Linked DNA regions of Mus musculus: region 2 is linked to region 1. Evidence: chromatin contacts called from public Hi-C data. All regions are on one chromosome and are shown on one strand. The core of a region is the stretch at or near the end of the contact, and the rest is flanking DNA. Distances in the headings are between cores, read along the strand shown.

What was found. Hi-C and Micro-C count contacts between places; a contact is called where the count stands out from the background.
Region 2: a Hi-C map of liver shows a contact between it and region 1, with 2.4 times the contacts expected there. The contact joins the enhancer-like site here to the promoter of Albfm1 in region 1. A contact is called at or near these places in 3 of 39 promoter capture datasets (cranial neural crest and liver) and 2 of 484 Hi-C or Micro-C datasets (both in liver).

Annotation. Positions count from the first base shown.
Region 1 is chr5:90,559,410-90,566,953 of GRCm38.p6, forward strand. It overlaps Albfm1 (albumin superfamily member 1), which reads left to right and starts at 1,800. Exons shown (of 14, transcript NM_001252661.1): 1 at 1,800-1,908; 2 at 4,566-4,617; 3 at 4,778-4,916; 4 at 7,000-7,211. The coding sequence starts at 1,824. It also overlaps the pseudogene Gm2602.
Region 2 is chr5:90,866,233-90,874,046 of GRCm38.p6, forward strand. No RefSeq gene overlaps it. Among named protein-coding and RNA genes, the nearest start is that of Cxcl1, 21 kb to the right of the region's middle. Within about 2 kb of position 6,344, at least 8 of the 459 cell types and tissues checked have an H3K27ac peak or open chromatin away from gene starts, as enhancers often do. A contact at or near this core is called in liver, where this site is marked.

The sequences.
Region 1 (7,544 bases), core at 550-3,049:
GGCTTTCAGTATGGAACTCAGAGATGGAGCCACCAGACTGGAAATGTGCTTCAGTGCTGTTGTACCAGAGCCGACACTGCCTGGCGGGGCCATGCAGGACACCAGAGCAAGCATCTGGGGCTACCTGCAAGTTCTCACTGTAATATCCACATGGGCCTTACTCCTCCTTTGGGCCAGAAGACCACTAGAAACAAACTCTTGGCAATTATTGGAATAGGATGATCAGGTATAAAACTATAAAGTTTTGTTTTGTTTTAAGAGGGGATAGCAATCTGTTTTACTAGAATGGAAGGAAGATATAAACAACTTTATTGTGTAGGGTTTTTTTTTATTCAGTTGTGTAAAAACCACAAATCAGGTGCTGTATTTTAATTAAATATTTCAATTGCAACAAAACAGTTTCTGTGTCTGATAAACGAAACCTGCAAATAGGCGGTGGCGGCTAAGCCATCCTGACTGAACAGTTCTTAACCACAGGCTCCACAGTATGCCGAAGAGAGAATATTCTGGAAGCTGTGCACGTTACAGAACCAGGCATCTGAAAGCAAAACTGAACTTGGGCATATCACGGAGTGTGGGTCATGAGAAGGTTCCCGCGTCAGATGATGCATTCAGGTTTTCCACGGCCAGTTAACTCAGAGATACCCCGTTTTTCATGAGCTCCTTGAAATTGGATCTGGGTCTTAGCATCATGCTTAGGACTTCGCCAGTGCATGGTATGACACGTTGACAACAGATGGCCTGTTGATCAAACCTCCATGCCTCTGATTTACTTTTGTGTCTCTATACAATAAAGCCATCTCATAAGAAGTACGCACTGACCCCTCACAGTTTGACCAGATATAGCTCAGATTCTACTTTGAAGGGGTCGCCTGTTGACAGGGAAAGTGCTTGTTTATTGCAGTCATGAGAAAAGCCTTAGGCATTTTGATTTGTTTTTCCTATGATAGGGAAGCCCCAACCATCATTGGGACTTTATAGAATCCCAAAGATATCAACATGAAGTATCAGCTATCAGATTCTTTACCGGACTCTAAAGTTTCTGCTTATAACTCTAAAAGGTTTTTCATTTCCTCATTTCAAATCAATTAAATATGGGTGAAACAAATCACTCATTTGCCTCTGACCTTTTAGAAAAAAAATGTTTTTTTTTGAATTTCTGAGTTTGCAAGGACTATGCTTTAGTGTATTTATATAAATGATGAGCTTGGATTCTAAAATTAAACTTTTTATTTGAGATTTTCAAGGAAAAAAAAAGAATTGGTCTTAATTTTCCATTTAGGCAGTGGTGACGTGTGTGAGTGAAAGTCACATGATGGTCCTGATTGACAACCAGCACTCAGGGATAGGAGTCCTTTGTGTTTGCTGGCTTGGCTGTGCCCTCCACCTCTCCCCTCTCCAGGGTCTTGGCAATGCCAGTGTTGGCATTGACACCTGAGTCCAGTCCACTTGCCCAGTCAAAGGCAGTTCATGTTTGCTTTCTCTTTGCCTCTTTAGAACTTTGCACATGTAAACAGGCATTTCTATGAAACGAGATACTGTAGACTGGCATTTACCAAACAGGTGCATCGTTTGCTAGCACGAGGCCTGTGTGTTGCAATCTCAAACATATCATAGGTCGACATGATCTGCTTTAAATTCCTGTATTCATTAACAAACACGGACATTTCTTCACTGTCCTGAGTTTGTCCGGTTTCATGACAGTCCATGGGAGCCTTAAGAAAAACTAATATTCACTAGAAAAGCTAACGGTTAATGATAATTGCTGGAAAAGAATATAAACACCATCATTCCTCTCAAACGGCGGAACTTCATCTGAAACAATGGAGGTTCTTAAAGCTCTACCCTTCATTGTTTTCTTCAGCTACAGTAAATGTGAGTCTCTCCAAACAAGTTTACTACATGCAGGTAGGAAATCCCATCTGCTGCCTGTGTGGCCTATGTGTAAGGATTATATGAGGAACCATGACAGTCACTAACACGTGTGTGGAGAGCCTTATCTTTCTCAGTGGTCATCGCTGTCAAAAAACAGTCATTGACACTTGCTAGACACCTGTGAGTGGAATGGCCTGAGAAACAGGCCTGTACGTTGAGGCCACTCCTCTGGGACTACCCCACTTTAAGCTTCCCTTCTTTGTCCCCAGTCTAGATGAGAGACTGCTTCGTTTAAGCCAATGTTTGAAACTGGCTAAAGTGAATTCAAATAGAGCAAAAAATGGGAACGACTCGGGAATAATCCTGGAAGCTACATTATTACCTGTTATTACAAGGCAATATGCTTACCCCTTGACACGTGTTTTCATTTAATAATCTTTTACATGTGTGTGTTCTGTACATACGCGTATGTGCACATGTATGTATAGGTTGGAGGTTGGCATAGGGTGTCTTCCTCAGTTGCTCTTCAACCTTAATTTTCTGAGATAGGTTCTTACTGAGCCTGGAGATTACTGATTGGCTAGAATGTCTGGAGATTACTGAGCCTGGAGATTACTGATTGGCTAGAATGTCTGGCGATTACTGAGCCTGGAGATTACTGATTGGCTAGAATGTCTGGCCAGTGAGCTCCAGGGATCCTCCTGCAGCAATAATGGGATAAGAGACTCAAGGTACTTGCTGGGTCTCGAAAGTAGGTTCCTGGCATCCAGGCTCACAGTTTTATGATTGTACAGCGAGTGCTCTACTGACTGAGTCATTTTCCCAGCCCCTCATTCGCTCTTCGTACCCACACAAAGCGCTAAAACTTCACACGTACATGCAAATGCGTTTTATAAATAGAAGTTGAAATCTAAAGAGTTGCCTTTAAAACCTTTACTTTTGTGCAGCAATGGTAATTGCTAATGGTTGCTTACGTAAAAGAAAGCTGCTTGGTTCTTTGGAAACCGTTAGTGTAAGAAGAAAGACACAGCTCCATCGAGGTGTATGTGTGTGTGTGTGTGTGTGTGTGTGTGTGTGTGTGTGTGTGTATGTGTGTGTGTGAGTATGTGTGTTGTGAGAGAGAGTATGTTTGTGTGTGTGAATGTGTGTGTCTCTGTGAGTGTGTGTGTGTGAGAGTATGTTTGTGTGTGTGTGAATGTGTGTGTCTGTGTATGAGTGTGTGTGTGTGTATAGTGAGTGGCTGGTGGAGATGCAATCTCCCTCACAGAGTGTGGAAGACTCGTTCTTTGCCAAATCAAGAACGTTAGACTATTAATCTCTGGGATTTTGTTCCCTAGCCCTGACATTTACTTTCGATTGTGCTAATAGCTTATAATGAAATAATCAAAGAGTTTAACCAAATCACTAACTTTAAAGAATTCAGAGTCCGTTGTGTGACTGTGAACAGAGGGCAATCTGTGTGAACTTCAGACTCCATTCATCTTGATTTTTTAAAAAAAAACGTTGTCCTTTATTTTTGAGATTATAATTCAATTACATCATTTCCTGCTTCCCTTACTTCCCTTCAGACTCTCCCGTGTGACCCCATTCACTCGACCTCAAATCCATGGCCTCTTTTTCTTTAATTGGTGTGTGTGTGTGTGTCTGTGTTTGTGTGTGTGTGTGTGTGTGCATACTGCTCAGCTGGCATAATGTTACTTGTATGCATATGCTTTCAGGGCTGTCCATTTGGTACTGGGTAACCAGTCAATGTGCTCTTCCCTGGGTCAGACTGTTTCTCCTGCTCTCTGCATTGCCAAGCTGCTTAGTTCTTTATCTCGGGCTGAGGCCTCATGAGTCCCTTCTCCTGATAAAATGTCTAGATGCCCTGTTGTTTCATTTGGGTTTTGCTTGGCTTGGAGCTTGCCTTGTAGGGTAGATCAGATAGCTTGTGAGCCCGCTTACCTCTGCCTTGTCAGCACCGGGATAACGAGCTTGCACCACCACACCCAGCTCTTTTTAAAGTGTGTATGATGGTTGAACTCTAGTCTTTGCACTTAAAAGACAAGAACTTTACCGACCGAACCATTTCCCCAGGGTCTCATCAGAACTTTAAATTCAACCACATGCAATTTTCTTGTAACCAGTGATAGAGTTCAGCAATGTTCGAATATTAAAGAAATCATTCACAGAGAACAGTTTAAACTCAGAAGAAGATATATACCGCTAAATTGTTCCTATCATTACCGCTAATGAAAATAAATCCGGAATCTGTGATTGAGTAAGTGTAGGTTATAGAATTTAAAGGGAGCTTTCAAGCTGGAAAATTTCCCATTATACAAATGTCCTAGTCCATCTTAGCTGCTGTGCCAAAATTCTGCAAGGTGGGAGGATTATAAACATCAGAAGTTTAGTTCTCGTGGCACCTGAGGCTGGAAAGTCCAAGACCAAGACGCCAGCAGATTCAGTATCTGGTAAAGGGTCTTGTATTTGGTGCATTCGTCTGGCCAATAAATGATGAAGTTTTCCTATGCTTGCATGTGTTACAAAGGATGAATGAGCTCCCATCAGCCTCTTTCAAAAGGGCACTAATCCCATGAATGGGGGCTCATGACTATTACACGTTTCTACCTTAGGTTAGAATTTCAACACGTGAAAGTTAGGCACATAAAAGCATTGAAATCACAGAGCTAAACAAACCCTTTTCCCAGCCAGGCAGCATGTCAGTGGGCAGGATCACCTGGAGGAGAACTTAGGAGTCAGGTGAGTTTGTTTATCCATATTCTTTGTTTTTGTTTTTAATTTGAAAGGAAAATATTTTGGGGAGAAGGGTGATGATGGTGGTGGTGGTGATGATACAACAAAGAAGAAAGGGGGCAACGCAACATTGTTGCATGCTCAACACACACAACTTATGTTTCAGTGTCAGCATTATGGTGGCTCAGTTTCTTCAGGATGCAGCTTATGACCAAGTCCAAACCATAGCTAAAGAGCTGCTGAAGCTTGCTGAAAAGTGTAAGCGTCTCAAACCTGAGTCACCCTCAGAGTGTGCTCATCAACTGGTAGGTGGATCATGTGTTTCGTGCGCTGCTTTGTTTTCCTGTCTGAGCTAGAGGGTAAACAAAAGATGGTTGAATAAGTAGGCAGAACATTGCAAAGCAAGAGTATACATATGAATCACACTCCAGATATAATCTTTGTAGGCTTCTAAATCTATATTTAACCAAATTTTCTCTGAGAGCCCAGGTTCTGAGGGCCAAGCACTCGAGAGAATGAATCAATGAATCACAGCCCTGAAGAGCAACGAGCTTATTTATGTTGGTCTCTCTGCCAGAGCCACCAAAATGCTGGTGTCTGGCATCTTCACGCCAAGAGACTAAATTGAGATTTAAATTAATTAAAAAGAATTTCTTTAAGGATATGCCAAAGAGACATATTTTTACAGATCCCTTTCTCTGTCACTAGAATATTAGGGGTATTATTATCGCTTCATTATAAAACTGTATGTGTCTTGTGCTCAGCAATTTCAGTAGAAATATTTTTAGTTTTTAAACTGTGTGTGTGTGTGTGTGTGTGTGTGTGTGTGTGTGTGTGTGTGTGTCAGAGGTCAACTCGTGGAAATTAATTCTCTCCTCTGACTGTGTGGGACCCAGAGATTGAACTCAGGTTGTCAGACTTGGCAGCAAGTGCCTTCAGCCATTGGGCCATCTCATAACCCCTCCCTGGGAAGCTCTTGATTAACACTATCATTCTCTTAGAATGCGGAGTTTCGGGATCAGTTATTTTCATGCTAAATAATGTAACATACACATAAGGAGTAGCTTTCCTCCTTTATTTGTGGAGTTTCCTGCTCCATCTCTTGTCTGTGTGTGTGTACCATGTGCTAGATTCTGAATAGGGAAGGGGTGCCATCAGTCCACATTTTAAATGAAGGTTCTGCCAGTGGCTATGTTAGTTTATAGAACAATCTCTCTCTCTTTTTTTTTCCATTGCAGAAGATGACCTTTTTTTCTGTATTTATTCTCAAATATAAAACTCACTTGCCAGCTGAGGTTTACCAAACACCACACGTTGACTGCCACCTAAAAACATTTGAAAACACGGGAATTGTTACATCTCCAGCTGTAAAGCTGACAGTGAGCACACACTGACTCAAAGTTCAATTCTTAAAATATGTTCCCATGGAAACAAAACTAAAAACGAGTAGGAAATAAACTAAATTAGCAGCTTTTTTTTTTTTTTTTTGGATAGTTCTCCTTAGAAATATCCTGCTGCCCTGGGTATTCTGAATGATATCTAGTTATTTTTTTTCAAAAGCCTTTCGATCGCTTGCGAATGAAGCAACATCATAGGGAAGGGGAAATGGTGGATTCTCTGTGGTCGACAACGAGGAGGTGTGAATTTAGATTTTAAGACCCAAGAGGGGCTGGCTGGAGAGGTGACTCAGTAAAGGCGCTTGCTGCTAACCCTGACAGCCTGAGTTTGATGCCAGGAACCTGTACAGCAGAAGGAGAAAATTGTCCTTCTAAAATGGTTCTCTGCCCTCTACATGTGCTACTAGGCACACATGCTCACCATACACAATAGGGAAATAGATGCTTTCTTTTTTTTTCTTAAGAGTATCTAAAATGTATGCCTGGGTGCTGACATGTAGTTCAGTCTGTGCAATACTTGTACATGTATGAAGAGCTAAGTGCAGGTCCGAGTAGGTATGTCAAGCCAGGCACAGCCATGCATATCCATAAGCAGAGACAGGTAGATAGATCCCAGAGCTTGCTAATCAGCCAGTACAATCCTAGTTGCAGGTTCAATGAAGGACCTTGTCTTAGAACTAAGATGGACAGTGATTGAGAAAGATACTCAGCATGGGCCTCTGCCTGTGCACATGCGTGTGTGCACACTTGTGCTCACAATTACATGTATGCACACACATGTACACAGACTAAAAAAAAACAAAAATAAAATAGAAAATTAATTTAAAATGCACATGTACACATGAAATAAATAAACATATAAAATTGAAGTCTCTGCGTCCAGATATTATTGGATCCAAAGCTCAGCATATGATGTACCTAGTTTAACTCACCTATAGTGAGGAATGTCGTCTCCCACACTTCCCCTGTATGCCCCCCTTCCCTCCAATAGGTGGCTGCCTTCCTTATACACATTTGCAACAACCAAGGCCTGGTGGATAGTCACGTGTTCACTGACTGTTGTAAGATGAAAACTGCAGCAAGACTCAGGTGCTTCCTCTCCTACAAGAAAGACGACGCAGACAGCCATGATACACCCCTGATTCCAAGGCCTGAACTGACCTGTGAGGTGGCTGCAGAGAATAATGTGTCCCTGAAGGAGAGGTAAGCCTTCTTCTCTTTGCCATGGTCTTTTACAAAGAATATGTTCCAATTTTTAAGACAGCCCCTTTCGCATATACAATTCTCTGAAAGCAATGTTTTCTTGTATGGAATTAAAATGGAAACTTGAGCTATGATTCTTTTTTGATCCTTCTAGAAAGGATGCCAGTTGATATCCTATAGGGCCTGGAAGTGTCTGCTGTGGATGATTAAAAGGAGTAAACCCTGCAAAGGGCTTGCCTCTTTGATTATAAAGGGCAGCAGGAAACAATATTCAGTGTTGTAGTGAGAAACAATGTTAGTGCTAAACAAATGCTGAGGTTAAAACAGCATCGT
Region 2 (7,814 bases), core at 5,094-7,593, 310 kb after region 1:
ACACACACACACATGATTGTTATCTTGAAGTGACTTATTCAAGCTATACAAACATTAAGTAAAGCCAGAATGTCATACCTTCTATATTAATCTTTCTGCCATTTATCAAATGTTGCCTATCAGTTGCAGTCAATTCAAAGACATTTCATGTAGCATTACATTAATAGTCAAGAAGAAATTTGTTTTTTGGGGGGTCTGGACAAAAACATTTTCAGGCTCCCTCTTAAAAGTACAAAGAATCTAAAGGAGAGGGAGAGAAACAACAAATTAATAATGCTTTTAGAAAAAAAACTTAATTTGGGGTTTTCCAGACATGACCTTACAAGACTTATAACCTACAGTTTTGCCTGATATTGAAGGTAGAAGAGAATATGGAAGAAGTCAGGTTTTGAAACTGTTTTTGTGTAAGGTTTTGGGTGAAGTGGAAAACTAAACAATCATTACTATACACAAGGTAAGAAATTAAAGATTACAGATTTTCTACAGTGTGTTTCCAGGTCATGCAATAAGAGAAGCACTGAATGTCACTTGGATAGTTTATGTATGGTCTACTGAGAAGAGCCTTGAAGAGATATATCTAGATACATGTAACTGCTTTCTTGCTCATTTTAAACACACAAGGCCTGTCTTTCTATCTTCTAGGCAGCTGTACAATTAAGTGGGATACCTACATACTCAATTATTAAAGAAGGGTTTTGTTGCAATCCCTTCTTGCAGAGTCCTGAATAATATGGATTTGGGGCCACCTTGTGACAGACTAGGATATTCCTTACACTGGATCCTAGGGTCTGAACCTTGGTTTTCTTTCATAGAGCATGTTGCTTTGTGAAAGTGTATCTGAAGACAAGAGCTGACTTCTACTAATAAAGAGTGATTATATTTACTACAAAGTCACAGAATAGTCAGTTTCACATTTGCCTTTTGCTCTTCCCAACCACAGCAACAAACTATCTACCTGTTACATATATACTTTATATCATTCTACACTCAGAGTGCATCTGTGGCATAAGCTGCATCAGATGTTCACTTATAGAGGATGCAACCAAGTTAACATGTTGTAGTACATATTCCTGCATCCACACAGATAGCCAATCGACTCTGAGGCTCAAAATATTCCATAGGAAGATATAAATGAGTTGTTCTGTGTTTGTATGAATGTACAAAAATTACATGACAGTATTATGTCTGCTACTTAGTAAAATTTAAAGCTTTAAATTTCATTTTGTTAGCAGAGTCTGGCTTTAAGGCTGTAAATCACTAAATAAGAGAAAAACATGAAGAACTTGAAAGAAAACTTTAAGGACAACACCATTATGCATAAACTTAATAGTGTAGAAATAATGGCATAGATTTGTGACATTTTTCTCACATACCACCATACCTAAGGTTTTAATCTTGTGCTACTGTATATCTTACAATATTTATAATGAACAGGAAGTTTATATGGAAAAGAAGTGTATTTCTCCCAAGACAGAGCTCACATCTCAGGGTTGAAGGGTTTTTACTGTTGACTTGAGTCACAGTGCCTATGAAATCAAGCTACAAACTTACATGCTGTCTAACATGTAAATAAAATATCTCGGATAAATATTTTTTAGCTTCTTCATGTATTTATGTTCAAAGCAGGGAATTTTGTTTATAGTCACTGCAAATATTGTATCACACATATTAAGGGCCCCTTGTGTTTTCACTTTCACTGTTGCAAACTTTCCACATGTTACTTTCACATCAGACTCCCTTTATAGGGCAACATCCTTTTCTTTACCCTTACTGCAATATCGAAGATGGGGCAAAAATTGATGCTAAATATTTGTTACTTACTTTCCTAGTTTTCTAATCCAATTTTCATTTATCCAGAACCTGAGCCTGTATGCTTTTTAAAGTTTACAGATAGAGTCAAAAAAGTTTTAAATATCATCAAATGTAATAGCTTTTAAAGCTATTTTCAAAAGTCAAACTTGTTCCACTTGCTGGAAAGAGAAGTCTATAGATTTCATATTTGGAGCTTTTGCTTGTACTTCATTGTAGTGTATAGTTTGTGTGGTACTTCCTTAGAGAGGAACTTTCACTTTCCTGGCCCATGGACGTAAAAGGCAAGGGTTGTGGATTTAGCTACATGGTAGAGTGCTTGTTTACAAAGCACAAGGTCATAGATTCAACCCTCAGCTCTGCAAGGACAAAGCACAGTTATGGAGCTGAGGATGTCCCAGCTCTTGCTTAGCCTGTATGAACCCTGGGTCCAGCCTCAATTACTACGAGGGCATGGAAGACAGAGAACAAAAAGCACGCTTGAAGAAAAATGTTACTCCAGGCTTCTGGAAATGGCTAGTAATTCAGTTCTCTTCATCTCTGCTAGACGATAAACTGTCTGGGAGAAACAGATAACAGGAAGACCACGTCTCAGGGTGGGGATTCGGCTTCACATGGGCTTCATGGCTGTTTTGGTTGGAGTATGTAACAACAATGAAACAGAGGCAAATCTGAAAAGATACGTCCATTTGTCAGTAGAAAGTGTCACATGGTCAAAATTTTTTACCCCTGGTAAACCATAACTGAAATCTCATGAAACTGTCTCAAATATCAACAGGATGCATCATCAGTGGTCTTAGACAGCAAGCTTTTTAAGGCCAATGGACCCGAGGTCATCAAAATCTCTAACACAATTGACATTCTGGCCCGACCTCATAGTATCCATGTTACCTTTCAAATGATTTAACCAAACTTACCTCAGGAGCCATGAAGGTGGGATGATAATTAATGCAGAGTATCTAGAGCCAAACACTTTGATTAGAATCAGTCTGCCTTTCTTTTGTGCTTCTGTGTGGCTTTTGTGGTTAGTGCTCATATAAATTTAATGCATTATTAATGCTGTTTTGGCTTCAAATCAGTAGGTAATGGGCTTATAACCTGTTTCATAGCTTTATAAAGTGGTAATAAAAAGTCAACTACAGAGGTGGGGCCCTGTGGGATTTAACCCATTCATGTTACTATGACAACTGGTCTTGTCGTCTTGCAGATCTTGTTTAGGAGACCACATTGCTGAAATTTCCTGGGTGCAGCTTCCCTGTCATCTATAGAAGACACAGTCTCACAGCAGACTTCCTGGTCCTCAGCTTTGCATTTTTTCTGCCCCCTCTTCCACGGTGCTACCTTAGCCTCGGGTATATAGTGGTTGTATTAAGAGATCTATCAGTTACGATTAGGCACCCCATGGTCATTTGTTCTGTATGGATTGACAAGCTGTGAATTTTTAAAATATTTTTTATTAGGTATTTTCCTCATTTACATTTCCAATGCTATCCCAAAAGTCCCCCATACCCTCCCTCCCACTCCCTGATAAGTGGATATTAGCCCAGAAACCTAGAATACCCAAGATACAAGATACAAAGCTCATGAAACTCAAGAAGAACAAAGACCAAAGTGTGGACACTTTGCCCCTTCTTAGAACTGGGAACAAAACACCCATGGAAGGAGTTACAGAGACAAAGTTTGGAGCTGAGACAAAAGGATGGACCATATAGAGACTACCATATCCGGGGATCCATCCCATAATTAGCCGCCAAACACAGACACCATTGCATACACTAGCAAGATTTTGCTGAAAGCTGTGAATTTTGTAGTGGTCTCTTGTCCACTGTGAAAAAGAAGCTTCCTTAATAAGAGTTAAGCTATGCTTGCCTGTGTGTTTAAGAACAGGTTTTTAGAATGCAATTGGTAATTATACTGGTTTAAGAAACTGGTAATATTGGATTCTCGTCTAGGGACTGTAACTTATCAGCCACAAGTAGGTGACAGTGCCACACATTAATTTCCTCCTACTGAGTAGGCTGTTAGTCTGATTAGATAGCTATTGAGGGTCCCCAAGTTATAAGCGCCATTATCCCACCCTTGTATCTTGCCATACTGGTCATTATTGTGGTTCATGGACTTTACAGCTATGTGTTCCTTCATACAACAAAAAGAAAGTTTATAGATATAAATTACTTTTGTCTTCTCAAATAGCAGTTTGCTGTAGAAATCAGTCTTCTAAAGCACCTATCAACGGATCTCAAGAGGATTTTCTCACAACTATGGAGCCTTGGGCACTCCATTTACATTCTCAAAGACCCTTGAATCGAGATACATGGAAAGAAATTCCCGGAATAGCTGCACCAGATTGTGAAGGCTAGCTGGCACGCAAGCAGAGTAGCTTCAGTTCTGGAAAGCCTGTCCCTCTTCTTGTATGAGTTTCCTGAAGTGTCTGACCACCGAGCTCCCCACCACAGTGTGCTTTAGAAGTTGCCTCTTGTAAAATAAGTGCAAACACTACTCTGGAATACAGAAAAAGCAGGACTGGTAACACTGTAGCCAAGAGTAAACAGATGTTAGTACCACATTAAACTTCATAGCCCAGAACTTCTCTCTTGCTGTTCTGTCTACCACAGTATAGGTGGCACCAAGCCAGTTCACAGTTGTAGAGTAGAAGCAAAGTCATTAAGCATTTTGAAAGTGTTTATATGATGTTAAAAGAAAAAATTATTACAGTGAAATCTACTGTAAGTCATTCCTATCTCTTAATCAGGATGAGATACAAAAGGGTATAATAACGTGTCCCTGTGAGCTGGTATTGAATAATATTTGACACAATGGAAGACCTGAAAAGACTAAATTTGAGGCTAATTTTATCAATGGACACCATCCTACTTGGTACTCCATAAGTTAAATCTGATGACTATGAGGACTCTGGAAAATTTAATTTTAAGAAATGCTTGGTCACAAATAAAAAAAACTACTTTTAAGTCAATCTTTGAAACTAATTTCCTTTCTCATAGACTGTTTTGAATTATTCTCTCTATAAAAACAGCAGTTGGATATGATGGCACATCACTGTAGTCCTAGCTACTTTGGAGACTGAGGTAAAAAGACTGAGAGTTCTAGACCAGCCTGGACATCATAGCAAAAGCTTAACTAAGCATAGATGATCGATGACAAATGATAGATAGATAGATATTAAATTCATATTTAATTTCCATGGTATATGATTGATAGATAGATAGTAAATTCACATTCATTTTCTACATGGTACTTTCCCTTTTTCTTTGATTTAACAGTATCTTCTATGATAATGCTATTTCAGGAAGTAAATTCTAAGTTTACAAACAGAGAAATTAACCTTAGGTAAGAAGATAACTTTGTGAGGGTGTTGCTTCCTTGAAGTATAAGCCGTTGAACCCAAGGCTATATGTGTGCTAGGCAATCACTCTTCCACTAAAGAGTTTAAATGTAAGTTTAAAACTTATATTCAGAAAACATCAGCAAAAACCTTGACTATCTCCAGAGGTGACTTTTACTTTTTAAAGTATGATGGTGATAAAAGAAAAAAGTAGGAAACACACACACACACACACACACACACACACACACACACAAACCTCCTGATGCTAGGCACACACTGCTATGGTAGGCAGAGACCTCAGGATGGCTAGTGACTAAAAAATCTTCAAAATGGACAGGGAATGAGTATTCTCTAGGTGTTTGTCAACAGAACACTGCACAAAAACAGCCTATGTGGTCAATGTTAATAAGGAAGAAAGATCCCCAGTGGGACCTTAAGCACAACCCTATATATGTTGTAAAAAATAGGCTTTTAAATTCAATTAAAATATGAAATAATAGACTTTACAGAACACATTTAGTGACTAAATGTCTAAATCAATCAATTTTTGCATTTTATTTAGATAGAACCTACATAACGTAACAACTAAATGCAAATCAAACCTGACCTATGTATTTAGACCAATTATTGTAGGTATAGACCTAGCGTTAATGTTAGAGGCCTGTGAGAATATTTTGCTTTCTTATAAAATCAGAAGGAGAAAATGGATGTTTAGAATGAGCTAAAGAGTTATCTTTCCCCAATCAAAACAGATGGAAATTTTAGAGTCTACAAAATATTTTTCTAAAACAGAAAAAAAAGTTAAGGTAGTTAACATCCTATAAAGCATAAATATTGATTGTGGTACATAGTCTCACAAAGGTCTATGTATCAAAACCCCTCGGAAGGCATTGCCATTTCTGCTGGCATTAATTTAACACACACAGAGAGCATATTGTAAAACTCAGACATCAGTGTAGATACCCTTACTGTCTGTGCATCACAGGCAATGAAAGCTCTGTTGATCAAAGATGTGTCAACCTTCACTCAGTGCTAGACAGAGAAACGGCCGAGAGAACAGTGGGTCAACAGTGCAGGGAAGCTGAGTTTAACCCACTCACACGTGTGATCACAGATAGAGACCTGAGCTGCTGTGCTGCTGAGGCCTTTCATACTATTGCCACACAGCTCCGGGTGTGCCTTCATCCTTGCATGGAGTTACTGGAAATGATACAGAATCCAATGCACCTTGCACCTTGTACCTGCACCCGAGTCGTCCCAGACAGAGAAAACTCTCTGTCTCCTAACCAGTCTTCACTGGGTTTAAAGTTTAACTTGATATTTTGCAAGACACACACCCCTCAATTTGATTGATTTTATTCGTGTTCCTAATTTTAATGATACTTATATTTTGAAAATATTCTAAATGCATAGAAAATGTTTAAAAGTGGTATCAGGAATTACAAATTACATCCTATCTGTGCATTCCAATGCTTCCTAGGAACAAGGAAGTTCTACTATTAAAACTAGAAAAAATAATGGTTACATAAAAGCATTACTGGACCACATAATTTATTAAAACCATGATAAGTATCCCTAAACTATAATTTATGTACAGGAATTGATGGATAGACTGACCAACAGACAGACAGACAGACAGGACTGTCTCAGGATCCAGTTTACAGCATTGCATATTAGATTTAACTGATGTGCCTGGTTAGTTTTCATTATTCTCAAAAAGTTCCTTAATCTGAATTGTCTGGTGTTTCTCCGTGATTGCACATTGTTTTAGCTGTGAAGAGTCACAGTGATTTCCTCTCAACAAATAGAATATAGAAGTAACTTTATGTCATGTAAAAAAGAATTGGTGGATCTGTTAGTTTGTTGGGCATGCCATATAAATAACATAGGCTTGTCAGCTTAACCATCAGAACTTATTTCTCACAGTTCTGGAGACCATGAATTAGATGGGGAGCCAGGCAGGGTGGGGGGACAGATATTAGTTCTCTCCAAAAGCTCTCTTCTTGATTTACTGGGAGCCAGCTGTGTTCTGCCTGTGTTCTCAGGGGCCCTTTTTTTCTGGACATCAATCTCTCAAGTCTCTACCTCTTATATGGGCACTGTTTCTTTTTGATTAATCCAAATTTTGGTTAAAAGATGGCCCTAAATATTTGACTTGGAAAGTCATTTGAGCTGCCCAGGTAATATCTAATTCCTTTGGCTAATAGTCAGTGTTCTAATTTGCTCTTGGCTTCTGTGGTTTAGAACATTAACCAAATCAACATTTGGCTTATGGTGATATTCTGTGGTGATCTGAATAAGAATGCTCTCATCCCCACAACTCATATATTGGACTGTTTGGTTTCCAGTTGGTAGAAGGATATTTTGGAAGGATTAGGAGGTACGGCCTTATTGGAGATGTGTCACTAGGGGAGAGCTTTGAGGTTGAGAAAGTCTACATCAATCTCAGCATCTATGTGTCTGTCTGTCTATCATCTATCTATCTATCTATCTATCTATCTATCTATCTATCTATCTATCTATCCATCCATCCTAAGGAAAACAAGTAACTTTCTGGAGATAGTTTACCCTGTTGTATGTCATTATTAAATAGTATCACAATTCCTGGGAATTAGCCCACCCTATTTGGCAGATTTTCTGCAGATCAATGAAGATGTAC